Linked DNA regions of Muntiacus reevesi: region 2 is linked to region 1. Evidence: chromatin contacts called from public Hi-C data. All regions are on one chromosome and are shown on one strand. Each heading gives the region's core, a stretch centred on a gene start, on an enhancer-like site or on the middle of the called end of the contact. The rest is flanking DNA. Distances are from core to core; before and after follow the strand shown. Region 1 holds the start of HNRNPD (heterogeneous nuclear ribonucleoprotein D). Region 2 holds the start of RASGEF1B (RasGEF domain family member 1B).

What was found. Hi-C and Micro-C count contacts between places; a contact is called where the count stands out from the background.
Region 2: a contact with region 1 is called in a Hi-C map of muscle, with 4 times the contacts expected there. The contact joins the promoter of RASGEF1B here to the promoter of HNRNPD in region 1. A contact is called at or near these places in 2 of 3 Hi-C or Micro-C datasets (blood and muscle).

What each region holds. Positions count from the first base shown.
Region 1 is chr22:19,261,372-19,267,907 of mMunRee1.1, forward strand. It overlaps HNRNPD (heterogeneous nuclear ribonucleoprotein D), which reads left to right and starts at 4,021. Exons shown (of 9, transcript XR_010660271.1): 1 at 4,021-4,527; 2 at 6,389-6,445.
Region 2 is chr22:20,109,068-20,115,603 of mMunRee1.1, forward strand. It overlaps RASGEF1B (RasGEF domain family member 1B), which reads left to right and starts at 2,296. Exons shown (of 14, transcript XM_065914477.1): 1 at 2,296-2,431.

The DNA.
Region 1 (6,536 bases), core at 2,771-5,270:
TGACATCTCTGTGGTCAAGCATAACTCAAACTCTATGACAGACTTGTTAAAATCTGACAGTTCACAATGACAGGGACTCTATTTTTTCTAAGTGAAAGAGCTTCCTGGTAACTAAGAATGATGATTGCGAATGTTCACTTTTTTGGCAAATGGTTACTTCACCTAAAATCATAAGCTAATTCTTTAAGAAAAAGCTTAAATCCTCCTGAGGCTGTCCTGCAAGTGAGTTTAACATGGATGCAGAAGAGGCTCAACTGTGTACCTTGCATGAGAAACAGGTTCTTCTTGCATTTTCTTCTGGACAGTTTATTCTAGGTTGTTGAATGGAATGTGTATTCCACTTCTAAGCACAAATTTGCTTACTCCATTTGTAGAGTGTACTTATTTATTTTTAAAATTTTTTGGCCATGCCACACAGCTTGCAGGATCTGTTTCCTGCCAGGAACTGAACCTGGGCCAGGGTGGTGAAAACATGGAATCCTAAACTGTAGAGTGTATTTATTACATTAAAACTGATTTCTTGACTTAAGTGTGTATATCCTGTTCTGGACAAAAGTGATTTGTTTAAAATCTCAAATGAACTCTGCCTTTCATAAGTACTGCAGGTTTTGCTTCATAAATGCTGATTGCAACCAGGCTCTAGCATTTGTGTGTTATCTGAAACACTGGGAACCTCCTGAGGCATGGAATTTCTGATGTCAACACGGAGAGGGGATACTAGTTTTCCGCAGGGTTGGCACCAGTCTAACATACTGCCAGTACACAATCTTCAGCCACTTAAATATTAAACTCTTACCAATGACTATAGAATACAAATTTGGTTTTTCCCTCTTAAGAAATGTCACACGTCAGAAAAAAAAAAAAAGAAATTTCACACATCAGCAAGTGGTTTGAGGAAATGATTTTATGGCAGAGATTAAGTGAGATGGTTCAGTTCAGTTGCTCAGGCGTGTCCGACTCTTTGCAACCCCATGAACCGCAGCACGCCAGGCCTCCCTGTTTATCACCAACTCCCGGAGTTCACCCAAACCCATGTCCACTGAGTTGGTGATGCCATCCAACCATCTCATCCTCTGTCGTCCCCTTCTCCTCCTGCCTTCAATCTTTCCCAGCATCAGGGTCTTTACATTAAAAAAAAAAAAAATTATCTATTTATATACAGGGTCTTTTCAAATGAGTCAGTTCTTTGCATGAGGTGGCCAAAATATTGGAGTTTCAGCTGCAACATCAGTCCTATCAATGAACACCCAGGACTGATCTCCTTTAGGATGGACTGGTTGGATCTCCTTGCAGTCCAAGGGGGTCTCAAGAGTCTTCTCCAACACCACAGTTCAAAAGCATCAATTCTTTGGTGCTCAGTTTTCTTTATAGTCCAACTTTCACATTCATACATGACCACTGGAAAAACCAGTGAGATGGTAGTAAGAGACTTTTAAATCTCTGGAAGAATACCTAGTTTACTCAAAACATCCTAAAGCTAAGTTGTCATTCAATAATTCAACCAGCAGTGAGTTTACTATGTGTGCATATGGGCATAAGGGAGGAAGGATGTTTAGAACACATATCTTTACTTTCCAGAAACTCAAGGTCTAGTAAAATCACATATTTAGAAAAACAGAAGAAAAGATAAAGATTGTGACAATATATGATTAATTCTACCTCAGGTAGTCTGGGAAGGATTCACAGAAGTAGAAACATTTAATTGGAGTTTTGAAGGACAAATAGGAGTTTTACTAGGCAGATAACGAACATTAGAGAACTAGGGTTGAAGTTAAATGAGTTCTAAGAGGAATGTTGGGTGGATGTGGGAGCATAAGATGCAGAGATCTGGACCACAATACGTAGGGATATGAGTTCTAAGGCATCATATATACTCACATAACACATAGTAAAAGTGTTAGCTTTAAAATCACTCCTAGGTTTCCTGGAATTTTTAATATAAACTGCCAAGAACTCCTTGAGAAGGAAATGGAAACCCACTCCAGTATTCTTGCCTGGAGAATCCCACGGACAAAGCAGCCTTGCGGGCTACAAGTCCATGGGATCACGAGTCAGACACCACTTAGCAACTAAACCACCAAGAAGTCCAGAAGCGACAGGGCTATGTGTGAATTAAAATAAACCTTTTGGGAGTTTTTAATAAAAGGCAGGCACGTGATTAAGTTGTCTGAAGAGCAAAAGAATCCTCTCTTTTAGACAGAAGAGATTCAAAAGACACCCCCTTCAGATCATCTTCTTAGTCATCTCTAAATTGGAATATTTGGTTTGAGCACAAGACTCACTTTCTTCTTGGCTACTTTTATTTTTTTGGCCCATATGGCTGGGCATCTGGGATTTTAGCTCTCTGACTAGGAATTTAATTCCACACCCCCTCCCCCACCACCCGCGGCAGTGGAAATGCATCTTAACCACTGAACCAGCAGGAAGTCCCTTGGCTACTATTTCGACAGGTGGAGACGGACCTGAAGTCATTACCACCTGATCAAAGATGCATATTCTTGGCATTGCCTGGGTATGACTTCTTAATATATTTCAGTAAGATTATATGTTTAAGACGTTTTCAGAAATTGATCCGTAGTCTTGGGTTTTAATTATTCTGTAACGCTATTTCTAACTTGACTAATTATTAAGGAAAAGAAAAGTTTTTAGTCTTCCTTTGAGAATTCTGGATGGTGTTAATACAAATTCATTTAATTACAAAATGGAAAACAAATATTTAAACTCTTCAGAGTTCTTAGCTATACTTCACACTAGTCTTCGTTTCTCCAGCGCCTAGGCACACGCTAAACATGCAAATAATCACTTGTTGACTAAAGAAGTACCTAAAATCTTCGTCTTCTTCTAGATGTAATCGCAAGAAGCTGCAAATCGCAAAGCCCTAATAAACCAGCTTCCAGTCAAGGCGCTTGGGATTTCTCATAGGTCTATTAAAGAACTTGACTGTTACCAGCATAACACTCCGAGCGGTGTTTAACAACAACAAAAAAACTCCCCTAGTCCACAACACACCGAGAAACCTTGTAAAGATGACTCACAGCATTTATAAACTCTCTATAGCACAAATGCTAAATAACATTAACATTAAATGAACCCTTGGTTGATTTGACACACTTCCCAACTCCTAGCATTTTCAAAGAATCGTGGCAGGTTTCAGGATCCTCAATGATAGCAAAGCAAAACCACCCCGTCCCTTAGGATACGTAAGTTACCTACTTCTGGCGAAAATTTCAGAAGAAAAGCAGGCAAGCAAGTATCTTATTTGGAAAGTACATCTTAAAAGGCAAGCAGCCCTGATCGTCAACCTCAGCCGGCCCGTCACGGGTTGGGAAGCAGGGGCAGCCGGGGAACCCTCAAAATGTCACCCGGTCGCCAGCGACTACGGCGGCTGGAGGAGCTGCCGCAGTCCGTGCCCGCGCGCGGCCAGCCGGGGGGCGCCTCGCTCAGGCCACCCCCACCCAGGCGTCCCCGGGAGCCCGCGGGACGGGGTCGAGAGCTCTGGGCCGACTCCCTTTCCTGGCGGGCACCGCTGCCACCCAGGGAGCCGCCGGCTGCGCGCCTCCCCTCCCCCACCCCAAATCCGCAGGCGCACAGGGCACAGCTGCCTTCCGGGAGGTGCTACCACACCCCGGCCCGACGCCTCGCCTCCCGCCCGCAGCTGGGCTGTGCGGGAGGGGCTGCTGGGAGAGTCGCCCAGGAACTCTCGGAAAAGCGGGGGCGGAGGAAGGGGCCCCTCTAGCCGCGCCTTTGAAACAGCGCTCCTTGTTCTCGATGGTCCCCGCGCGGCCGTCTTATCGAACGCCATTTCCGGTTCCTTTTAAAGGCCCCACGCTGCGCGGTGCTGCGCGTGCGAGGAAGGTATAAAAGGGAGCGAGAGGGCGGGACCGAAGAGGAAGGGGGGGAAGAAGAAAACTAGCGGTAAAGGGGGCGGGGGAGGTGCAAAGGGCGCGCTCGCGCGTCACGTGACCGGGACGCGCCGTTCTTCCGTCGGCCATTTTAGGTGGTCCGCGGCGGCGCCATTAAAGCGAGGAGGAGGCAAGAGCGGCCGCCGCTGCTTATTCTTTTTTAGTGCAGCGGGCGAGAGCGGGAGTGCGCGCCACGCGAGAGTGGGAGGCGAGGGGGGCAGGCCAGGGAGAGGCGCGGGAGCCTTTGCAGCCACGCGCGCCTTCTCTGCCTTGTTGTGTGCTTCGCGCGGTAGAGCGGGCGCGCGGCGGTGGCGGCGGGGATTACTTTGCTGCTGGTTTCGGTTCGCGGCAGCGGAGGGTGTAGTCTCGGCGGCGGCGGAGGCAGTAACACCATGTCGGAGGAGCAGTTCGGAGGGGACGGGGCGGCGGCGGCGGCAACAACGGCGGTAGGCGGCTCGGCGGGCGAGCAGGAGGGAGCCATGGTGGCGGCGGCGCAGGGGGCAGCGGCGGCGGCGGGAAGTGGAGCCGGGACCGGGGGCGGAACCGCGGCCGGCGGCACCGAAGGGAGCAGCGCCGAGTCGGAGGGGGCGAAGATCGATGCCAGTAAGAACGAGGAGGATGAAGGGTGAGTAAGGGGCGGCCCGGGATAGTCAGGCCCAACTATCCCCCCTCCCCCTCCCTACCCCCCCGCCATTAGGCCTCGTTCCCGCTCTCCGCCCGTCCTCCAGGCGTCCGTGCAGCCTCTGCACTGTGCTCCCCTTCTCTATCCTGGTCTCCCCGGGGCTTTCATTTCCTTCTCCCCCCAGCCTGCTAATCGCCCCCTCCCCCATCACACACGTTTCCACCTTTAGCCGTCACCATGCTGCTCCCCGGCCCGCCCTCCTTTCCTCCCTCGCCTCGGATCTCCTCCCACCGACTTAGCCGCCGGAATTTTTTCCCGCCTGTCGAGTGGGTAACCTTTTTTCTAGCCCCGATGTCTTCTCGCTGCCCAGTTTTCTTAAAAGTCCTGGGCATAAAAAACGCAATCAGACAGAAAAGCTTGTATGCCTGGACACCTAAGGGTTATTGGGTGCTTCTCACTGCAGCATCCCGAGACGATGCTTTTCTTCTCAAAACACATGCTTCGGGGAATGTGTAGGCTGTCCAGCTCTGCTCCTCTCCCGTCTCGGCTTCAGGCCGAATTTTTTTTTTTTTTTAAGTATTTTGAGTAAGTTTCGCCTCGATCTTCGCCTTTTTTCTCTATGCACCATCGCCCAACGGCTTGCTCACATAGTCCCTACTTTTTAGCTTTACGAAACCCAGTGGGCCCGGTAAAATTGCCCGATCGCCTGTTGGTACGTTGGTTTTGCTGCCAGGGCTTTCCTGAAGTTCCTGGTCGGCGGGCCTGCGCCTGACTGGAGCTGTTCTACCTCTGGCCTGCAGGCTGCCCTTCCCCCACCCCGCTGAGTTATTCTAACCGCGCACCTTTTTCGCGCCCTCGGCTATTGGATTCCCCGACTGTTGGTACAGATTGTACATTTACCTTACCTCTTCTGGGCGGTTTTCAGTTTTTACAACCCACCCTGTGCCCGGGATCCTCTTTTTGGTCTCTCTTGATTTCTCCTTCCCGCTCTCACCCACTTAAGTTAGAGGAGGCCCACCAGCCTTTTTTCATAAAACGAACAAATCCTGTATTGTGCTATGGCTTTTTTTTTTTTTTTGCAGGTTTTTAACTAGTAAGTTGTTTGCTCCATTTGGAATACGTTGTGTGTATTACTTAAAGCTGCATAGTATTTATTAGAACGCAGCCTTTGGGAGCCGGGAGCATAATACAGGAGTTAGCAGCAGGGACTAAATCGAGGTTCTTGCTTGAGTTTTCTTATTCCCGTTATTGATCGCTCATGTTGGGTTAACGCTTCCATTACTTTTTGTGGTTGGGCCGGGGGGTGTGTCTGTAAACTTTTCCGCTGTAACAAGGAGAAAGGTGTTGGTAGAAGGTAAAAACAGTAAAATGTCGCTTTAACCCAATATTAGAAAACACGTTTTCCTTTATTGGGGAAAAGCACAAGGTTTGCAGCGGGAGAGAGATAAGCCCTTTGGATCCAGGATTTAATATTCTCAGCCGAGGCAGACTTGTGTGGGGCTGTTTTGCTGATTGCTGGCTTTGGGAGAGTAGAGGTGGGATGGGGAACTTCATTTATCTTGAATTATGTACGACTTAGTTTAAGAAAGGGATATGTTAAATGTTTGGCAACTTAAGCCTTTAACATTTTTTTTTTTTTCCTCTGAATTCTGTTCTTTGGACAGAGGCAGCCAAATGATTAATTGCTTAACGTACTGTTTGGGGCAGGCTTTCTGTTCTGATTTTTCAAATCACAAAGCAGCTGCCTTTGTAGTTTATCTACTATTGAACTAGAGTGTAAATGAATTAAAGTTTTTAACCCTAACATGTCAAACACTAAAACTAGAATTTTGATTGGTTGCTGTACCGGTTGTTAATTCCCTAGCCATTCAAACTCCTCCCCACGACACTCTGAAGCAGCGACGGCACAGCGGGAAGAATGGTAAAACTTTTACATTTTATTTCTGTATTATAAAGGTTTCAGTAGTCATAACATGTGGAGGCTGTGAATTGGTTAGTTGCCCATTGATTCC
Region 2 (6,536 bases), core at 1,046-3,545, 850 kb after region 1:
GGGCCTCAAGAATCCTTCCTTGCCTTTTCTAAAGCTTGATCGCTGGCTAAGAGACAGAGGATTAGAGTTTGAGCCCCCTAACTCTGGAGCAGTGTCCTTATGTGTTACTCTCACACAGAGAGCTGGAAGAGGCCTGGGGGGATGAGCCAGAATGGGGAGCAGGAATGTGGTTTGGAAAAGCACCGAATCAATAGTATCATAGTATCTATTTTAGATTTTTGAGAAATTAAAACAAACATCTTTTATTTGGATGGAAGAAAGAAAAACTGCAGAATGTAAAACTAGGCAAATCTTTTGGGCTGGTGGGTATATCCGGAGGCTACAAAGGATGCCGAACACTTCCATTAAGAAATCATGATTTAGTCCAACTCTTATTTATTGCTACAGGAGCAGGAACCTCAAGATTGGAAATGACTTGCCCAACCTCTTATGGCTTGTTTGCCACAGAATCAGGGTGGAGAACTGAGCTCGAAAGACTAGCCAACCAGCACAACCACAACAGAGCTGGGCCACCCAAGCCTGGTGCTTTACTCGGAATAGCTACCTGGCCATGCCAAGATGTCTTGGCCTTATGGCTCCTTCTTTAAACTGTAGAGAAGCTCAGATACGTGAGAGTGGCTTCCTGGAGGAGGGGGGGATGGGAGTGGAGGGGGGTGGGAAGGTGGGGGAGACCCATTTGTAGAAGAGACGGATGGAGTATAATTAGTGAAAGAGAAGCCCCAGAAGGCACCGATGAAGAAGCTGAGGGGAGGGATGAACTAAGCATAGGCAAGGTGAACTTCAAGAGCACTGTTTCCATCCCAGGAAGGAAGAGGGAGGGAGGGAAGATGGCACAGAGACAAAAAAAGTTCCTCCATCCCAGTAATCCTATTTATAGTCCTATAGGCCAGGTATGAATAGTGTTGTTTTATACATGGGAAAACGGAAGCTCAGAAAAGCTGCTTTACTTATCCAAGGTCACATAGCAGGCAAGAGAGTCTGTTGATGTGTGTGTGTGTGTGTTTTAGCTTTTTATATTGTATTGGAGCATGTAGCCAATTCGGTTTCCCTGGTGGCTCAGACTGGAGCCATGTGTCTGAGGGGCACCCCCGTGCCTGCTTCCCCATCCACAGGTGGCGTTCCCTGTATCTTACCCTGGCCATGCCTCTAGGCCCAGTTCTCAGCTGAACCCTCCTTGCCTACCGCCTGCAATCGAGACCTGGGTTTGATCCCTGGGTTAGGAAGGTGCCCTGGAGAAGGGAATGGCTACCCACTCTAGTACTCTGACCTGGAGAATTTCATGGACAGAGGAGCCTGGCAAGCTACAGTCCATGGGGTGGCAAAGAGTAGACGGGACTGAGCTACTTTCACTTCACTTCACTTCATATAGCCAATTAACAATGTTGCAATAGTTTCAGGTAGACAGAAAGGGACTCAGCCATACATACACAAGTATCTCCTGATGCTTTAAGATTTTGTTCTTTTCTTGCATCTCTTCCTTCCCCTATTTTTCATCTTTTCTTCCCTCCAGGCTCTTTTTCTTCATACAAGGCGAAGTACTGGGGGTTTTACCTCTTTTTCTAAAATAGTTATCAAGTATCCAATGATAAAGTATGAGGTTACCATGACAGCAAGACATTTGCCTCCAGAATCCTATTTCACAGCACAGTTCCCTTTCATTCTGGCACTTGTAACAGCCTCAATTTTACGTTTTGTTCGGGTGACGATTTTCTGAATGTTTGTCCTCCACTAGACTGTAAGCTTCATAATGGCAGGGACCAACCCGGAGTGTGCCCCCAGCGTTTGGCACAACTCTAGCACTCAGGCTTTCCGTAAATATTTGCTGAGCGAATGTTCTTGTGGTTTCTCTCCGCTCTCTTCTGAAAGTTACACGGACAGTAACCTCTAGCTCATAATTATGTTAACAGAGACGGTATAACAAGTCGGGCCGGTATTTACACAAGTAGACGAACACACACAGGCACACACATGACTGCACAAACAGCCTTCGGCAGGTGCACTTGGGAGGAAGCGCACGCCGTCCGAGCGAGCCGAACCAGCGTCGGTAAACACTGCGGCGCCGGGCTCCGCCGGCCTCCGCAGCGTGGGAGGTCACCGAGGCAACCTCGCTGCTGGAGTCCCGGGCCCCTGGGGACGCGTGGGCGGGGCCCGGGCGCCGGGGGCGGTGGCGGAGTGGGCGGGGATCTTCGCCGTGATTGGCCCGTGAGGACGGGCGCGGGGCGGGGCTGCCGGCGGGGGCGGGCCCTCGGAGCCAAGTGGGTGTGCGCCCCGGCCGCGGCCGTAGTTTCAGTATAAACAAGGCACCGGACTGGTTGGACAGAGTTGGGTGTTTTTTTCCCCCCCTTTCTTCCCGCGCGCTTTCGCTCCCTGTCCTTTGGTTGCGTTGGTGGGCACACAATCGGAAAGCCGAGGACGCGGGGTCCATCTGCAGGTGAGTGGTTTCCTGATCAGTAGTTCTCCCGGGCGAAACCAGAGCCGGGCTGCGGGAACGCGCGACCCTGCTGCGCGCTGCCCTCTCCCAGTCTCTCGGACTCGCTCCGGCCGTCGGTGCCCCTGGAGGCGGCGGGAGAGCCAGGCGAGCGAGGGCTCTTGGTGCAGAGCGTTCCGCAAAAGCGAGTGGAGTGGGGAGTTCTCCTGCCTGGCCGCCGAGGGCGTCTGGGGCCACCCTGGGAGCGGTCACGGTGTCAACAGGTGCGGGACCCAAGCCGATGGGGTCCAGGAAGGGACAGGCTTAGGTTTTTGCCTGGTTTCTCTCAACCGGATCCCACAGCCAGGCCTTCTGTCTCGAGATCTTGGTACAGTTTTTAAGGATCTGTCCGAGTCCTAGTCGCTGTTCATCCTTTCTTCATCCTCTTCTCCCTTCCTAGGTTGTTTCCTTCTACTTCTTGGCTACTTTTCGTGCGTGGGTGGGGGGGGGAGGGGTGCTGTTTATTATTGGTGTCGGAGCCTTAAAATCTAAGGTCTGACTCTTAGAAGAGACAAGGGAACAGAAGTCATGTGCTCACCACTGACACGGTGATATTCTTTAATTCCTCCGTTTAGCTGGCTACTTGGGACAGAGTGTCCCCTTGCTCTTGCCTGAGCTCAGGTGAGTCGTCTCGGGTCACCTGGCTGGGAGATAGTAATCTGAACTGTGGGTACCTGGGAGCCTCGCGGGCTGCTGGCGGGAGGGAGGCTCCTTTCTGGGGGAACCGTGGAAACTTCAGTGCTGTTCCTGAGAAAAAGCCGAACAGGGGGGCTGGAGGGTACGTGGGTGTGTCTGTCTGTCTACGTACCACTGGAGTATTGATTCCCACCTTACCCCAACGTGATCCGCGCAGGTCAGTCGAGAGCAACGTAGCTAAGTCCTCTGACAGTGCAGAGAGGCGCAAGTGTACCAAGAGGGCATCTCTAGGGAGCGACCCTCTTTTCTGAGTGGATGGATATGCCCATCTTTGCTAACCAATTCGGTGGGTATAGTGTATATGGATAGATATGCACACAAATTTGTGTACGTGTGTTTGGGTCGAAAGCGTCTCCAAGGAGTCCTTCGTCAGCAGCACCATGTGACGGTGGTCAGGGACTGCTGGAGCGCGTAGATCTATATTTAGACCTCGATGATCTCTGATGGCCTGGGAGGGTCTCTGAACTGGGTGCATAAAGGGGAAGAGTTCAGGGATCAGGCTTTTGCCCTCTTGATTAATGTCTGGTACAGTCAGACTCAGATGGGGTGAATAATTATTCTTTCCTTCTGAAGACAGCGGCTAGAGCTTAGCATGTGATGGCTGTGTCTTAATTTAAAACATAGACCATGGTGATAAGCCTAGGCTAAGAAACAGGGAGGTTACAGTTCACCAGAGTATATGCCTGATCAGAGATTTGGGAGGAAAACAACTAGTCAGGTGAGGTTTAGGACAAATGTAGAAGTGACTTCTAAAAGGAAATAAAAATAAAAATGCTTGGCTGTTGAGATTTTCGTAACAGATTAAAAAGTGTGGCAGCTTGTTGGATCCTATTATTAATGGTTATTTTATTTGGGGGAGGAGGAGGGTGGGGGTTGGGTCAGGGAGGACCTGGGGCATTTTTGACAGAAATCAGGGTTCATAGTTGATGCTCTGTTATGCCTTTCAGGCAAAAAGTGGAGATGATCAGCTACTGATTAGCAAGCTTCTTGTTGGCATTCTGCTACTACATGTTGGTCAATCCTTTGTTTTCCTAGAGGTGGCAACATTTCTGGCTACTAAGTCTAGTACTTTACAGTGGTCTAATGGACTATTAAAGTCTTACAATTTATCTCACCCTTGGTGCATTTTCAGTCTTGCTCTATTTTATATGCTCCACTAGACACTTAATCTGATGCTTGAGATCATACTGACTTTTGGAATAGAAACTCATAAACCATTTATATTTATTGTTTTCTAAATTTAATTTATTCTCATCCATATATTAAATATTTAAATATTATTTATCATAATTCACATTTCTCATATTATTACTAACACTGCATTCTTACAGTCTAAAATTACCTACTAGCTAATAAGCTACAATAGACCAAAAAAAAAAAAAAAAAAATCAAATAACACCACTCTAGGAGAAAAGAGAAATGGTTAAGAAAATTGAAAGGGCAAAGCTAGGCGATGGTCTATGTTGGTAAGGTACCTAATACAGCACAGGTAAAGGTGGGTTCAACTTCATCAGCCTCCAGAGGTGGCCTGGAAGAATCGGACTTTGGAGGAGCATTCGGATGACCCCAGAGAGAGTATCTGCTTGGACAGGAGATGAGGAAATAAGGGTATCTTCCCTTCCTTGGGAGAAGAATCTGGAATCTCTAAAGTGGGGACTTAGAATCTTGATTCTGATGCCACAGATAATAAATGGAAAAGCCATTATAACATTTCATGTAGTCGTAAGGAGACAAACTGTACTATTGAAAATACTGCTTAAGATTGATGAGGTTTTTGTCTTTAGTGGTTGAATTCAGATGTTACCTCCCCTTCAGTTGTACTTTTGGGTTTGCAGTTAAATTGATAAAAATTAGATTTGTGCAGCCCTCTTATTCTAGAATGACAGATGTAGCCAAGTGCTGTAGGCAGTTTCTGCCTTGGAAATAGAGACTAGGGTTCTAATCAGTCTGGAGCCCTAACAAGTCACTCCCTCTCTCTCTATGCCTGCAATATCTGTGAAATTGATGAGTTGTCGAACTAAATGATTTATGAGTCTCTTTTAGCTCTGTGTTTGCTGACTTATTTTGCTATACTATCACTTCATTCATTTGCACCATTTATTGGCTGTGAAAGAATGAAGGCTGAAGTAATGATCTGTGGTTAGATGTTCAGCTACTTTCTGGGTACACAAAAATGAAGACAGGAGAGTGAAATTTCTTATTGATGAAAATTATGTAGACATTTATTATTCGCCTGAACTGCCTTTTGTTTTTCTCCTACAAGTGTTTTTAAAAATGCTAGTTTTCAAGAAGGCTGAAAGAGGAAAATTTTTTGACCTTATAATTAGTGTTACTGTTAAAACCAATCATCTTAAAACCAATCTTTTGACCAGTCATTTTTTCTTAGGTCTGTATATTATTTTGTTTCAAGGTATGTCTATGTCTAGAAGTCATTCAGTTGATTCATATTTTATTAGGAAACCCTGGTATGAAAATTACTGTAACACAGAGAAAGCACAAGTTAGTCTTGTAAGAAAGGAAAGCGCTTTATAGAGAGCAAAATATCCTTCTATTTATCTTAAAGGGAAGAATGGAGGAGGGGTGCGAATAAGGGTAATTTTTCAAGAACTTGCAGTCAAAAAAATAATATTATCCCAGTAACCATGTTAATTGAAAATTACACTTGTTTACTGAATGTCCTAAGTATCAAGTTATTTTCCTACTGAGGTAAATTGGGTTTAGAAACATAAACCCTTTTAGTTAAGGTTGCGTCCCCGTTTGATATTCTGTAATTTGACTTGAAATCTATCATGTGTGAATGATGATTCCACTATTTATCTCCATGCTGTTCAATATGGTAGCCAGTGCTGTTCAGTAACTAGCCACATGGGGATATATGAACTTAACTAAGTTAAACAAAGCAAAAAAATTGCATGAATCATGTTTTAGGTGCTCAATAGCTACATGTGTAAGTGGCTGATGTATTGGCCAGAAAAAGAACGTTTCAAATACCTCAGCAAGTCCTTTTTGACAGCCCCTAATTAGATGATGATGATTTTGATTATCCAGAAGATCATTTTTATTCCTCTGGGAAAATGGCAATTAATTCTCATCATAAACAGCACCCAAGACATAAGGAAATAAGACTGACTGGCTCTGTATGTTTGCAACTGTATATCATGAGCAATGCCACCTTCCAAAGTTCAGTAATTTGCCACAATCACAAACACCAATTTCTCAAAAAATTTCCCCCAGAACCTCAATTAGCATTTCACTTTTCTAAACCAGCACCTATTGCTTCTGCTAGAATGCACCAGCCCTTTCAACGACAAGGAACATGGAGCCATCTACTGTTAAATTCAGGAACTGCATGGAAGTTGTAGATTAAAAAACA